Regions from separate parts of the Mus musculus genome. Here all the other regions are linked to region 1. Evidence: chromatin contacts called from public Hi-C and HiChIP or PLAC-seq data. All regions are on one chromosome and are shown on one strand. The core of a region is the stretch at or near the end of the contact, and the rest is flanking DNA. Distances in the headings are between cores, read along the strand shown. Region 1 overlaps Maml1 (mastermind like transcriptional coactivator 1). Region 2 has its middle 6.1 kb from the start of Hnrnph1. Region 3 overlaps Tbc1d9b (TBC1 domain family, member 9B).

Region 1 (3,792 bases), core at 56-2,555:
CCTTAAGTGTTTACTGTGAATTCATTTTAGATTAAGAGGAAACTACAAAAGTAGTATGGAAAGGCCACTCTGTCCAGCAGTCTCTCCCCTTTCTCTTTTAAACTAGCTCATGTAGCCCAGGCTGGCCTTGAAGTTCTTTTAGCTGAGGGTGACTCAACCAACAGAGACACATTCTCAGATCCTGAAGTAGTGTAACTAATGTCTGAAAGATGAGAAGGCCTTATGAGTGGGGAAGGAACTATTTTAGTTAGGCTGAAGACAACTTGGAAGGTTTAGTTTACTTAAAAGAAGTAGGGCTTTCTAGCAAGTTCGAATGCCTTTTTATCATCTTCTTCCTCTTCCTCCTCGATGAGGAACAAGGTGAGTTTCATCTCACCCATGAAGAAATGGCTGTGGGATTCCCACGTCATATCTAGGAACAGTGAGTGATACTGACTGTGTGCTGTGGAGAGAGACATTAGCAGGACATGGCTGGAACATTAATAGCACACCTTATCACTCAGGAAAAGGGAAGCAAGCAAGAGGACAGAAGAAAACAGAGCATAAAGGAGAAAGGCAGGCCAAATACAACAGAAAGGTAAGCACTGTACATGAGCAGCAGACCAGCAATTAGAGGGTCCCTGGTTAAATTCCCTAAGCAGAAGTTACCAGGTGAGGAGGCATAAAGGGTGAGCATGGAGAGCTAATTCCTTCTCAAACTCAGTTTGAAAGGTAGACAGACTGAGTGGTTGCCAGGGACTGAAAGGAGAAGGAAGGAAGGAGGAGGAGGAGGAGGGGGGCTGTAGAAGAGAGGAAGAGCTGAAGGAGATGTAGCATTTCTTACTAGGAACACGTTCTGTAAGTGACGTACAACTGCTCAACTCTATGAATAGACTAGCATGCCCACTGAACTAGGTATCTAAAATGGGAGAATGAGGCAGCATGTGACTACTATCACACTAAAGCTCTTATTTAAAACCGAGGGAGGGGCAGCTAGATGATTCAGTGAGTAAATATGCCTGCTTCCAAGCCTAACAACCTGAGGTTATTCCCCAGAACCCTGGAAGTGCCTTCTGACCCACACACATGCAGCATGTGGGGGTGGGGTGTGTGTGTGTGTGTGTGTGTGTAGAGGCCTGAGGTTGAATTCAGGTATCTTTCTCAATCACTGACCACCTTATCCACTGAGCCAGGGTCTCTCAGGTGACTCCAGACTTCAGTACTCTGACAAGTCCAGCTAAGTGCCCTCGCCCATCTGTCTCTGCTCCACAGTGAGCCCCCACGCTCACCCAGCATGGACTGTGTGCTAGGGAAGCAAATTCAGCTCCTCCCACATGCCCAGCTCATACTTCCTCACTTACCATTGCCCTAGATCCCCTCAGGACTCTGAAGCTCTGTTCAGCTGTCTTCCTGTTTTCTACTGCTGGTGTGGGTCACAAGGGACCCTCTTTCCAGAACTTTGAGATGGCATGACTGACATGGCTCTATTTTACTAACCTAAGTCTGGGCACAGGCACACCCTTTAATGACAGATCATTCCCTGCAGCTGTCAAAATTAAGTTATATAGGTAATTTCCCACTTTATTTTCCTACTGTAATTTCTATTATTCTGATATTGGGACGTCTGCAGTGGTCCTCCAAATTCCACCACCCACCCACCCACCTACCCACCCATCCCCCAATGCCCCAGTTTTTTGAGATAGGGTTTCTCTGTGTAGCCCTGGTTGTACTGGAACTTGCTCTGTAGACCAGACTCCTCAAACTCAAGAGATCCATCTGCCTCTGCTTCTGCCTCTGCCTTCTGGGTACTGGAATTAAAAAGTATGTACCACCATGCCTGCCTCCTTTTCTTCCTTAAAAAAATTGTTTTTTTACATTTGTTTATGTGTTTGTGGGATTGTGTGTGCATGTAGCAAGGCATGTGTGTGGACAACTTGGGGGAGAGTCCAATAGCTCTTTCCCACCATGTGGGCCCTGGAAACTGAACTCAGGTTGTCAAACTTGGCGATATATCCTTATCCACTTTTTCCTTGCCAACTTTTTCCCCTTGGATTTTCCTCTTTTTATTTTTAAGAATTTTTTATTTCTATTTATGTGCGAACATGAATGAATATGTTGGATTGCCTGAAGCTGGAGTCATAGGTGCTTGTGAGCTGCCTGGTATGGGAGCTACAAACCAAACCCAGGTTCTAAGAACAGTACATGTTCTTTTGTTTTGTTTTTGATACACAGTCTTGCTTTATAGCCCAGGCTGGCCTTAATCCTCCTGCTTCTGTACCATGTCTGATTCTCTTTTCAACCTTATTTACTTTATTTATTTATTTAATTTTATTTTTCAAGACAAGATTTCTCTATGTAATGGAGCCCTCCCTGGCTGTCCTGGAACTCAGTTTGTATACCAGGCTGGCCTGGAACTCACAGATTAAAGGCATGCACCACACCCTGAGTATGAATGTTTGCCTGTATGTATGTCTGTGCATCACAAGCATGCAGTCCCATAGGGGCCAGAAGAGGGCATCAGATCACATGGATCTGGAAAAGTAGTTGTGAAGAACCATGTGGTTGCTGGGAATTGAACTTGGATCCTTTGAAGAGCAGCTAAACTGCTGAGCCACTTCTCCTGCCCCCAGGCCTCACTTCTGATATTGTTGGGATTTGCTTCAAAACATAGGTTACAGGGCTGGTGATGCAGCTCACTGGAGTCTTTGCTTAGCACATCAAAGCCCTGGTTTCAATCTCCAACACTATACAAAACCAAAAAGTACCATACAGTGCCGAGCTGCTTGCTACTTAAAAGGCTGAGGAGGGATGGCTGCTTGAATCTGGGAGCTTAAGACTATGCTAGGTGATAGTGAGACTTTCTTTCAAATACAAAACAAACAGATGGGGAAAAAAAAAAACCCTCAATACCCAGGCTTGGAGGCACAGAGTCATCTTAGCTCTCTCAGCATAGAGGCAGGAGTCACACAGCTAACCGAAACTACAAAGCAAGACCCCATCTTAAACAATAAATGGCAAAAGGCCATTTGGGAACGAGAGGCCTGAGCTGTTCATCTCTCCTCAAGAACAGCAGGGGTTAGGTTCCGAAGTCACTGTGAGTACAGGCTGCCTCGGAAGTATGTCAGTTCACTCTGTCTCCGGATGCATTCACCTGCTCCACAGAGCCTATGCACATCCTCCTTACCCCATCCCCATGTCCCGGGCTCTAGGTTCACTGTGCTCAGCTGATCTCTGCCTGTTAGACTTCAGTGTGCTTCCTTCAGTCTCACTTCAGTCTCCCTCTCTAAAGGAAAGTGCTGAGCCAGGGACCTGGATCCCTAATGTTGAGCTGGGTGGCGATAACACAGGACCCTGATGGAGCAGCACAATCAATTCTCTCCTCTTGCTTCACACTCTGAAATTCTCTTTCAGTTGTGTCTGATGGAATAGGACATTCCTGCTGAGACCCTAGTAAATGTAAATTTCCATTTACCTGGTTAATCTAGATAAGATATAAGCTTCTGTAGCTAGAGCAGGTACAGGATCTGGGAGGAAAGCAGGAGAACAAGTTGAATTCTAGCTGGGCACAGCAAGATCTTGTTTCCAGAAACAAAACCCAGCTGAGGCTACAACACAGCACAGTAGAACAGTGTCTGCCTCACGAGCATAGTGCCCTGGGTTCAATCCCCAGAAAAGGCAAGACCAAGAAAAAGAAGAAACAAATAAGAAAAAAGGGCACAGCCTTCACAGCCCCTGGGTCTCAGAACCGCTGACAGCAATGTAAAGCCAGCGTTGCTCGGCCCTGCACTGCCCACATCCTTCTGCTACCCATTT
Region 2 (3,563 bases), core at 519-3,018, 95 kb after region 1:
TCTTTGCTTTGGGATTCTGAAGCCGCTTGGTGACTTATGATTTGTTGGACTTCATCGAGGAAAATGAGCCCAAACATAGACTGGCAGGGCATGGGCCTCATAGGAAAGCAGACCCGCAGGAAAATAGCAGAAGGAATGTGAGAACAGAAAGACAGACAAGGGTGCTGCAGCAAGCAGTGCGGTGCTGGGAGCAGTGGGAGCGAGCGCTCTGGGATGGCTTTCCATGGTGAGGATTTTGTCCAGAGGATGAGTGAAGACTTTTGAGAATGGTTAAGTGGGGTGGTGCGATGGCTCAGCAGGTAAAATGCATGTGCTGTGCAGAGCCTGCCGACCTGGGTCTGACCCCTGGTACAAGAAGAGACTTCCAAAAGGTGTCCTCTAGCCTCTGTACATGCACACGTGGACATCATACACACATAGGCACGAGATGCGTGCACAATAATAATTTTTTAAAATAGAAGGGTTTCCCCGGGCATGGTGGCGCACGCCTTTAATCTCAGCACTCAGAAGGCAGAGAGAGGCAGGCAGATTTCTGAGTTCGAGGCCAGCCTGGTCTACAGAGTGAGTTCCAGGACAGCCAGGGCTACACAGAGAAACCCTGTCCCAAAAAAACCAAAAACCAAAAACCAAAAAACCCAAAACAAACAAATAGAATGGTTTCTGGGTAACAAGCCCTTAACCCTAGCTCAGGAGGCAGAGGTAGAAGGATCTCTGTAATTTTCAGGCCAGTCAGAAGAGAAACATGCTGAGACCTAGTCTCAAAAAAACAAAAACAAGAGGGCAGGAGAGATGGCTCCAGGATTCAGAGCACAGAAGGCTCTTCCAGGGGACCCAGGTTCCATTCCTAGCCCCCACAAGGCTGCTCATAACTGTCTGTAGCTCCTAGGGGATCCAATGCCCTCTTCTGGCTTCCGTGGGCACCAGGCACAGATGTAGGCAAAGCACTCATACACATAAATTAAAACGATTGTTTAAAAATACACGAAGGACCCAGCACTCCGGAGGCAGAGGCAGGCGGATTTCTGAATTCGAGGCCAGCCTGGTCTACAAAGTGAGCTCCAGGGCAGCCAGGGCTACACGGAGAAACCCTGTCTCGAAAAATCAACAAAACAAAACAAAACAAAACAAAACAAAACAAAAAACCACGAAGGAAAGGGAAGGGTTAAAAACGGGCCTGGGAATGTCGAGGAGTGTGTTGCCTGGCATTCATGAAGGCCTGGGCTAGTCAGCAGTAGTGGACAAAACTGGCCGGGTGTATGAAACAGGCAGGATCAACTGTGGGGCTCAGGGTCCTCCTCAGCTACCCGGGAGCCATGACGGCCTTGTGTGCCACATGACCCCACAGAACAAACTGCTAAAAATGGCTTTGTGTTATGTATATTTTATCCCTTTTAAAATATTCTTTTAAAGAATATTAGCCCTCAGTACATTTTATACACAGCTTGAGACTTAATTGCAGGGAGTGACCTTGGCTGAGGCGTTAGGAAGCCAGGACCACTTTCCACAAGATTCAAAATCTGTTAGTTGGGCTAGGGGTGCAGCTTAGAGCATCTGCCTAAGCTGGCAAGGCTCTAGAGGGGTGTCATTGCTAATACTCCCCCCACCCCACACACCCCCCAAAAAAAACCAAAACAAAGAAAAACATACAAAAGCCAAATAATTCGAAACAAAGACTTTTTTTTTTTTTCTTTTAAAGGAAGACGCCGAGTGAACTGAAGAGGGCGCAAAACCGCAGACCTTGACGGTAGCGGGCGAGGATCAGGGCCGGAGCTGTGAGATGTCTTCCCACACCGATTCTCATTGACCAGTTTAAAATGGTTGCCAGCCATCGCCTGGCATTGGGAGGGAGAACTATTCCATTTAGACCAAGGGGGTGGCAGGGCGAGCCCCACGGGAACCCACCTTGCTCTCCCGCTGCTCTTCCTAGGTCACGGAAGCTTTGAGAAACTGTCATCTGAGCAGACCCTGCGGGGGAAGGAGGGAGCTTCAAGCCCTGGTGCTGCTGCTCCTTTAATATTTTAGCCTTGCTGGGGATAGAATCCGTGACAAGCTAGGTAAACGCTCTCCCACTGAACTGAACCCTCGGTTCCCTTTCCACTCAGTGTTCTGATAATCCTTACAACTCTGAATTTTAAAATCCTATAATCCATCCATCCATCCATCCATCCATCCAATTTTTTTTTTTTTTTAATTATTTTCAGTGCACTGGTGTTTGCCTGTATGTAGGCAGGTCTATTGAGTCCCCTGGAGCTGGAGTTGACAATTGTGAGCTGCCATGTGGGTGCTGGGAATTAAAGCCAGATCCTCTGGGCAGTGCCCTTCATCTCTAAGTCATTTCTCTAGCCCCCAATTTTTTTTGTTTGTTTGTTTTTGAGACAGAGTCTCTCCATGTCCCCATGAAACTACAGAACTCCCTCTTAGGATCAGGCTGGTCTCAAACTTGTGGTCCTCCTGCCTCTGCCTCCAGAGTGCTACTAGGACTATTTGCTAAAAATTTAGATCCATAAGTAACTGAGCGTTCAGCATTATGGCAGTTACAAATACTGAGAAGAACAAGAGAAATCCGTTTGTGTCCCCACTATGGAAGGATAGTCTATGAGAACACTTTAGGCTACTTGCTCAGGTATCTGTTTCCATGTATGTGTGCAATTCTGTGTATTTCAGGAACCTGAGTACTACACCCACTTTTCTTCAGGTTTCCGCAATTCCTGCTGCTGAGCCTGAGGGCACACACCTTTAATCCTAGCACTCTAGCTCAAGCAAAGAATTTTTAAAATATATCTTCATGTAATTAATAGCATCAAAATGTACTAAACATACATTCTGAGAACCTTTGGCTTCTCTACTTTCTTTTTTTTTTTCTCCTCAGAGACAGGATTTCTCTGTTGCCCTGACTGTCCTAGAACTCACTTTGTAAACCAGCTGGCCTTGAACTCACAGAAATCCCCCCACCCCCACCCCGTCTTTCAACTGCTGGCATTAAATTCCTGTGTGATCATACCCTGCTTTGAAGCTTTTCATACATTAAAACAAGTTTTAATTATGTGTCTGCCCCTGTGTGTACCCTGGAACCACAGTGATGGCCACCTAACATAGGTGCTAGAACTTGAACTCAGGTCCCCTAGAGGAACAGATGTTCTTAACCACCGGGCAATTTTGCTAACCCCAGCTTTTTACAATTTTAAGCTTAAATCTTTCAACAAGGCACAGTAGCCCTTACCTCCTGTCCCAGTACCCACAGGCTGAGAGAGATGGGAGGACTGGCAATTCATAGTTAGTCTGGGTTACATAGTGAGCTCTAGGCTGGCTATCTTGGGCTACATGCTGAGTTCCAAGTTAACCTAGGCTACAATGTAGAAATTTTCTCAAAAGAGAAATCCAAATCTCCCAACTATAAATTTAATTCTTTTAAAATCTGTGATATTCTTTTCTTCTTTCCTTTTCTGTTTTTCTTTTGATTTTTCAAAACAAGGTTTGCTTCATGTAGACCTGGCTATCCTGGCACTCACTCTACAGACTGGCCTGGCCTGCTTCCTGAGTGCTGGGAACAGAGGTGTGCACCA
Region 3 (3,959 bases), core at 260-2,759, 120 kb before region 1:
TAACGCTTGCTGGTTTTATACACACAGGAGTGGTAGACTATCTCACTAAGATTTCGATTTACGTTTCTGGTGGCTTTTGACTTTGAATCTAGTAGACTTTTCCTAGCCACGTCAAATGGTTTTCTGTCAGCCTTAGCTTGTATCTGGATTTTAAGGAAACTGGTTTCCTAAAACTTAGTTGTAAGACCAGTGTTCTGCATCACGCTACCAATTCATAGAGGCCAGCAGATTGGCTTGAAATAACTTTTTAAAATAACTTGCCCCCTTTTATGCTTCTCTTTGTTACCAGCTAATGTTGTGTAAACCCTCTTCCCCCGCTGCAGGGCTCTAGCTACACACCCACACATCAACTTGACCCAGCCCACTAAGTGGAAGTGTTGGCTGATGTCTTGTCTCTTTTTTCTTAATGCCTTCTAACCCACTTGACTGAGCTGTCTGTCTGTCTCTGTCTCATTGATTTCTTGCAAATTGGCTTATTGGCAGATTTCCCAGGGTTGGTCAGGGGCTGTTTCTTGGTACTGGGTGCTGGACCTCTCTGAAGGGGCAGGCCATTTTGCTCTGTGGCCAGCAGAGTGAGACAGACACGCTGAGACACACTTGTACTGTCTCTTCCTGGCAGGCAATGAACATCGTGACTTCCGTGCTCCTGCTCTACGGCAGTGAGGAGGAAGCCTTCTGGCTGCTGGTGGCCCTGTGTGAGCGCATGCTGCCCGACTACTACAACACCAGGGTAGTGGGTGAGTGTCCATAGGGATTCAAGGAGCTCAGGAGCTCCACGTGGGTGTGTTTGACCTTCCCCTGGCCACTCCACCCTAGCTTCCCTGCACCTCACAGCCATCATGCAGGCTCCTACCTTACAGACTAGAAGCTAAAAATGGATCTTGCCAGAAATGAGAGAAGCACAGACAACCAGCCCTCTGCCTCCAGGGTCCAGCTCCCACCTAGACCTCGTGAGGTCGTTCCCAGGACGACCGGACTGAGTCAGAGGACATCTCACATTCAGTGGGTTTTAAAAGCCATCTAGAGCCCAAATCTCCATCCATGTTTCCTAGGTCTCTTTGCCTCAGACATTTCAAGTTTCAGAACTAGAGCATGTAGTCTACCCGTGTCCCGGTCAGTGGTCCAGTTCTACTCTCAGGCACTCACATCCAGTAAAATCCATGTCGTCAAAAGGAAATGGCTTACAGACTGTCTCAGCACACCTGTGTTTTAGCTCTCAGCTGTCCTCTGCTGTTTGGTGTCCAGGGTCACCACTCGTGGGGGCCTTCAGCTTTGTATATGTTCAGAGCATTGGGAGAGGGGAGGGAAACCACTGCTTGCTTCTGTTGTTTCTAGGGGGTAAAGTCAACATTTCCTGAAAGTCAGACATCTGTAGCCATAGGCTCTATGTCCATGGATTCAGCCAAGCACTGAACAGAAACGCACAGAAGAAACTCCATCTGTACTGAACACACCCAGACTTGTCCCCTTGTTCTTCTCCAGACAGGATATAATAGCTGCATAGCTTTTCATAGCATTACACCATAGTAGGTATTATGAGTCATCCAGAAGTAACTTAAAGTATACAAGAGTAGGAGGCTGGAGAGGTGGCTCAGTGGTTAAGAGTACTGACTGCTCTTCTGAAGGTCCTGAGGTCAAATCCCAGCAACCACATGGTGGCTTACAACCATCCGTAAGATCTGACTCCATCTTCTGGAGTGTCTGAAGATAGCTACAGTGTGCTTATATATAATAAATAAATAAATCTTTGGGGCTGGTGAGATGGCTCAGTGGGTAAGAGCACCAGACTGCTCTTCCAGAGGTCTGAAGTTCAAATCCCAGCAACCACATGGTGGCTCACAGCCACCCGTAATGAGATCTGATGACCTCTTCTGGTGCGTCTGAAGACAACTACAGTGTACTTTACATATAATTAATTAATTAATTAATTAATAAATCTAAAAAAAAAGTATACAACAGTGTGTGCCTAGGTTCCCTGATGCTACTATATACCCCCTGTGTGTATCCTCATGGATGCCAAGGGACCACTGTATATTGAGCAAGTGTTCCTTTCCACACAATGGTGTGTAAGCTATAGAAAGAATGATTGCAAAGTAATTTGTTTCTTTCTGTTTTCTGCATATGCACACCTCTCAGGGCCTCACTATAAGCTGAGATGGCAGGGTTGAGTTTAGACAGGAACCACATAGTGTTCCTATACCCCAGGCCCTGGGATTCTACAGGGTGTCTGCTCAGGGCCCTGGAGCGGTGCTTGTATTTGGCCTCTTGTCCTCCTCAGGAGCCCTCGTAGACCAGGGCATCTTTGAAGAGCTCACGAGAGATGTCCTGCCCCGGCTCTCAGAGAAGATGCAAGAGCTGGGGGTGATCTCCAGCATCTCGCTGTCCTGGTTCCTGACCCTCTTCCTCAGCGTCATGCCCTTTGAGAGCGCCGTGGTCATTGTCGACTGCTTCTTCTACGAGGGCATCAAGGTGATCCTGCAGGTGGCCCTGGCTGTGCTGGACGCCAACGTGGAGCAGCTGCTGGACTGCAATGACGAGGGCGAGGCCATGACCGTGCTGGGCAGGTGACCATGCTGGGGGCGGCTTCTGCTTCCAGGAAGTTGGCAGAGAGCCCTCCCCTCCCCAGCCCTCAGCCAACATCCTATGCTATGTGCCAAGTACTAGACTAGGTCGAGAGATGAGCCAGGAGCAGGGCACAACTGTCCTGGTGGGATTCAAGATGCTGGAAGCAAAGAGGAGAGCTGGTGGGCCTGAGTGTACTGAGCTGCAGGCTGCCACTCAGCTGTAGTCTCGGAAACTGACCCCGAGCAGTCGTCCAGTGGGTGACACTCATGTTGATGTCAGGGGACAGTGGCACAGCAAGACCTCCAACCTCTAGCCAAGGCAGGGAAGTGCTTGTTTCACAAAGCTGTCCTAGTCATCTCCTCCAAGCTCAGTGCCCATTCCCCGACAGAGCAGACCCATACCAGGCTTGTGGCATGGCTAAAGGAACCTATCACCAAGCTCACACTTCCCCTGGCTTCCTCAAGCTCGTCCCACCCAGGTTCTCCTGGCATCCCTACTGTCTCAGTGCACAGCTAAACCTTTCTGGGCCAGGGCCTGCTTCAGGTGATCATGTGGGTCTCCACTCTAGTCTCTTTCATACCCCACAGGACTCTGGTCAGATCTGACCCTGCCCTCCCCTGGGCATGGGGACATCCCCCCTCTCATGGTTTTCCTCTGCACAAAGGAGCTTTCCAAGTCCCAAACCTGGCTTTCAGCTCACTCCCTACCTCACCCTCTCACTTACCCTGAATTCCTTATAGCCCAACCTGGAACACTGCGCCTGCCTGTTGAGCCAGCCCAGGGCTGTTGGGACCCTGCAGAATTGGCAAGGTTGTGGTCTACCTCCTAGCTAATATGATTCTTGGTCCTCTGATGTTCAAGACACTTAGTTGTGACCATGTTTATACCTCAGTTTCATGTGTATGTCCTACAGTGGGGTAGGCACCTGACCAGGGTGCCAGCTGGGATGGGTTGGAACCAGAAAGCCTCTTCTGCCTTGAGTGTTAGGCACATCCTGGAGAGCCTAGAAGGATAGGAAGGCCTGGTTGACCCACACTAGCCAGCCAAAGCAAGTCCATGTCCACTGGACATGGAGAAACTGTCCACTGAATGATTCTTGGCCCATTTCTTGGTAACCCAGCAGAGAGGAAGCACATTGTCCCTAAACTAGGTAGGCTCTGGAATCCACAGGCCCCTAGAAGATAACCTGACCTTCTCAGAGTTAGTGCTCAGGTGTCAGTGGGCGGCAAGATCTGTTCTCTGCTATTACCCTGATGGGAGCTCCCAGCCTAATAGGGGCCCCAGCGGACACACGACTACCTTCCTATAGGACTCCCAAGCCTGAACTCTGGCCCAGCACTTGGCTGTGGCTGTGGATCCTTTACTGCTGTCCTTTGATCTTGCAGGTACCTGGA

Evidence for each region. Hi-C and Micro-C count contacts between places; a contact is called where the count stands out from the background. HiChIP or PLAC-seq counts read pairs in DNA pulled down with a chosen protein or histone mark.
Region 2: a Hi-C map of bone marrow-derived macrophages shows a contact between it and region 1, with 65 read pairs. The contact joins two enhancer-like sites. A contact is called at or near these places in 18 of 39 promoter capture datasets (the 3T3-L1 cell line, 3T3-L1-derived adipocytes, the C10 cell line and 9 more), 4 of 15 datasets of contacts at CTCF or cohesin (CD8 T cells, the G1E-ER4 cell line, large pre-B cells and 1 more), 74 of 484 Hi-C or Micro-C datasets (the 3T3-L1 cell line, the AML12 cell line, B cells and 46 more), 19 of 115 datasets of contacts at active chromatin or transcription factors (the 230-238 cell line, the HPC-7 cell line, the SCID.adh cell line and 12 more) and 5 of 9 other capture datasets (adipose tissue, embryonic stem cells, liver and 2 more).
Region 3: a contact with region 1 is called in an H3K27ac HiChIP or PLAC-seq map of microglia, with 2.9 times the contacts expected there. The contact joins two enhancer-like sites. A contact is called at or near these places in 3 of 39 promoter capture datasets (the 3T3-L1 cell line, hippocampal neurons and liver), 19 of 484 Hi-C or Micro-C datasets (B cells, the C2C12 cell line, the HL-1 cell line and 14 more), 4 of 115 datasets of contacts at active chromatin or transcription factors (the HPC-7 cell line, bone marrow-derived dendritic cells, embryonic stem cells and 1 more) and 3 of 9 other capture datasets (adipose tissue, embryonic stem cells and liver).

The regions. Positions count from the first base shown.
Region 1 is chr11:50,274,741-50,278,532 of GRCm38.p6, forward strand. All of the region lies in intron 1 of Maml1 (mastermind like transcriptional coactivator 1), which reads right to left. Among named protein-coding and RNA genes, the nearest start is that of Maml1, 16 kb to the right of the region's middle. Within about 2 kb of position 1,306, at least 144 of the 459 cell types and tissues checked have an H3K27ac peak or open chromatin away from gene starts, as enhancers often do. A contact at or near this core is called in B cells, the C2C12 cell line, the HL-1 cell line and 11 more, where this site is marked.
Region 2 is chr11:50,369,768-50,373,330 of GRCm38.p6, forward strand. No RefSeq gene overlaps it. Among named protein-coding and RNA genes, the nearest start is that of Hnrnph1, 6.1 kb to the right of the region's middle. Within about 2 kb of position 1,769, at least 159 of the 459 cell types and tissues checked have an H3K27ac peak or open chromatin away from gene starts, as enhancers often do. A contact at or near this core is called in B cells, the HL-1 cell line, the HPC-7 cell line and 9 more, where this site is marked.
Region 3 is chr11:50,154,467-50,158,425 of GRCm38.p6, forward strand. Tbc1d9b (TBC1 domain family, member 9B) reads left to right here. Exons shown (of 22, transcript NM_001290760.1): 11 at 620-737; 12 at 2,279-2,564; 13 at 3,951-3,959. Among named protein-coding and RNA genes, the nearest start is that of Mrnip, 18 kb to the right of the region's middle. Within about 2 kb of position 1,510, at least 40 of the 459 cell types and tissues checked have an H3K27ac peak or open chromatin away from gene starts, as enhancers often do. A contact at or near this core is called in the C2C12 cell line, the HL-1 cell line, adipose tissue and 1 more, where this site is marked.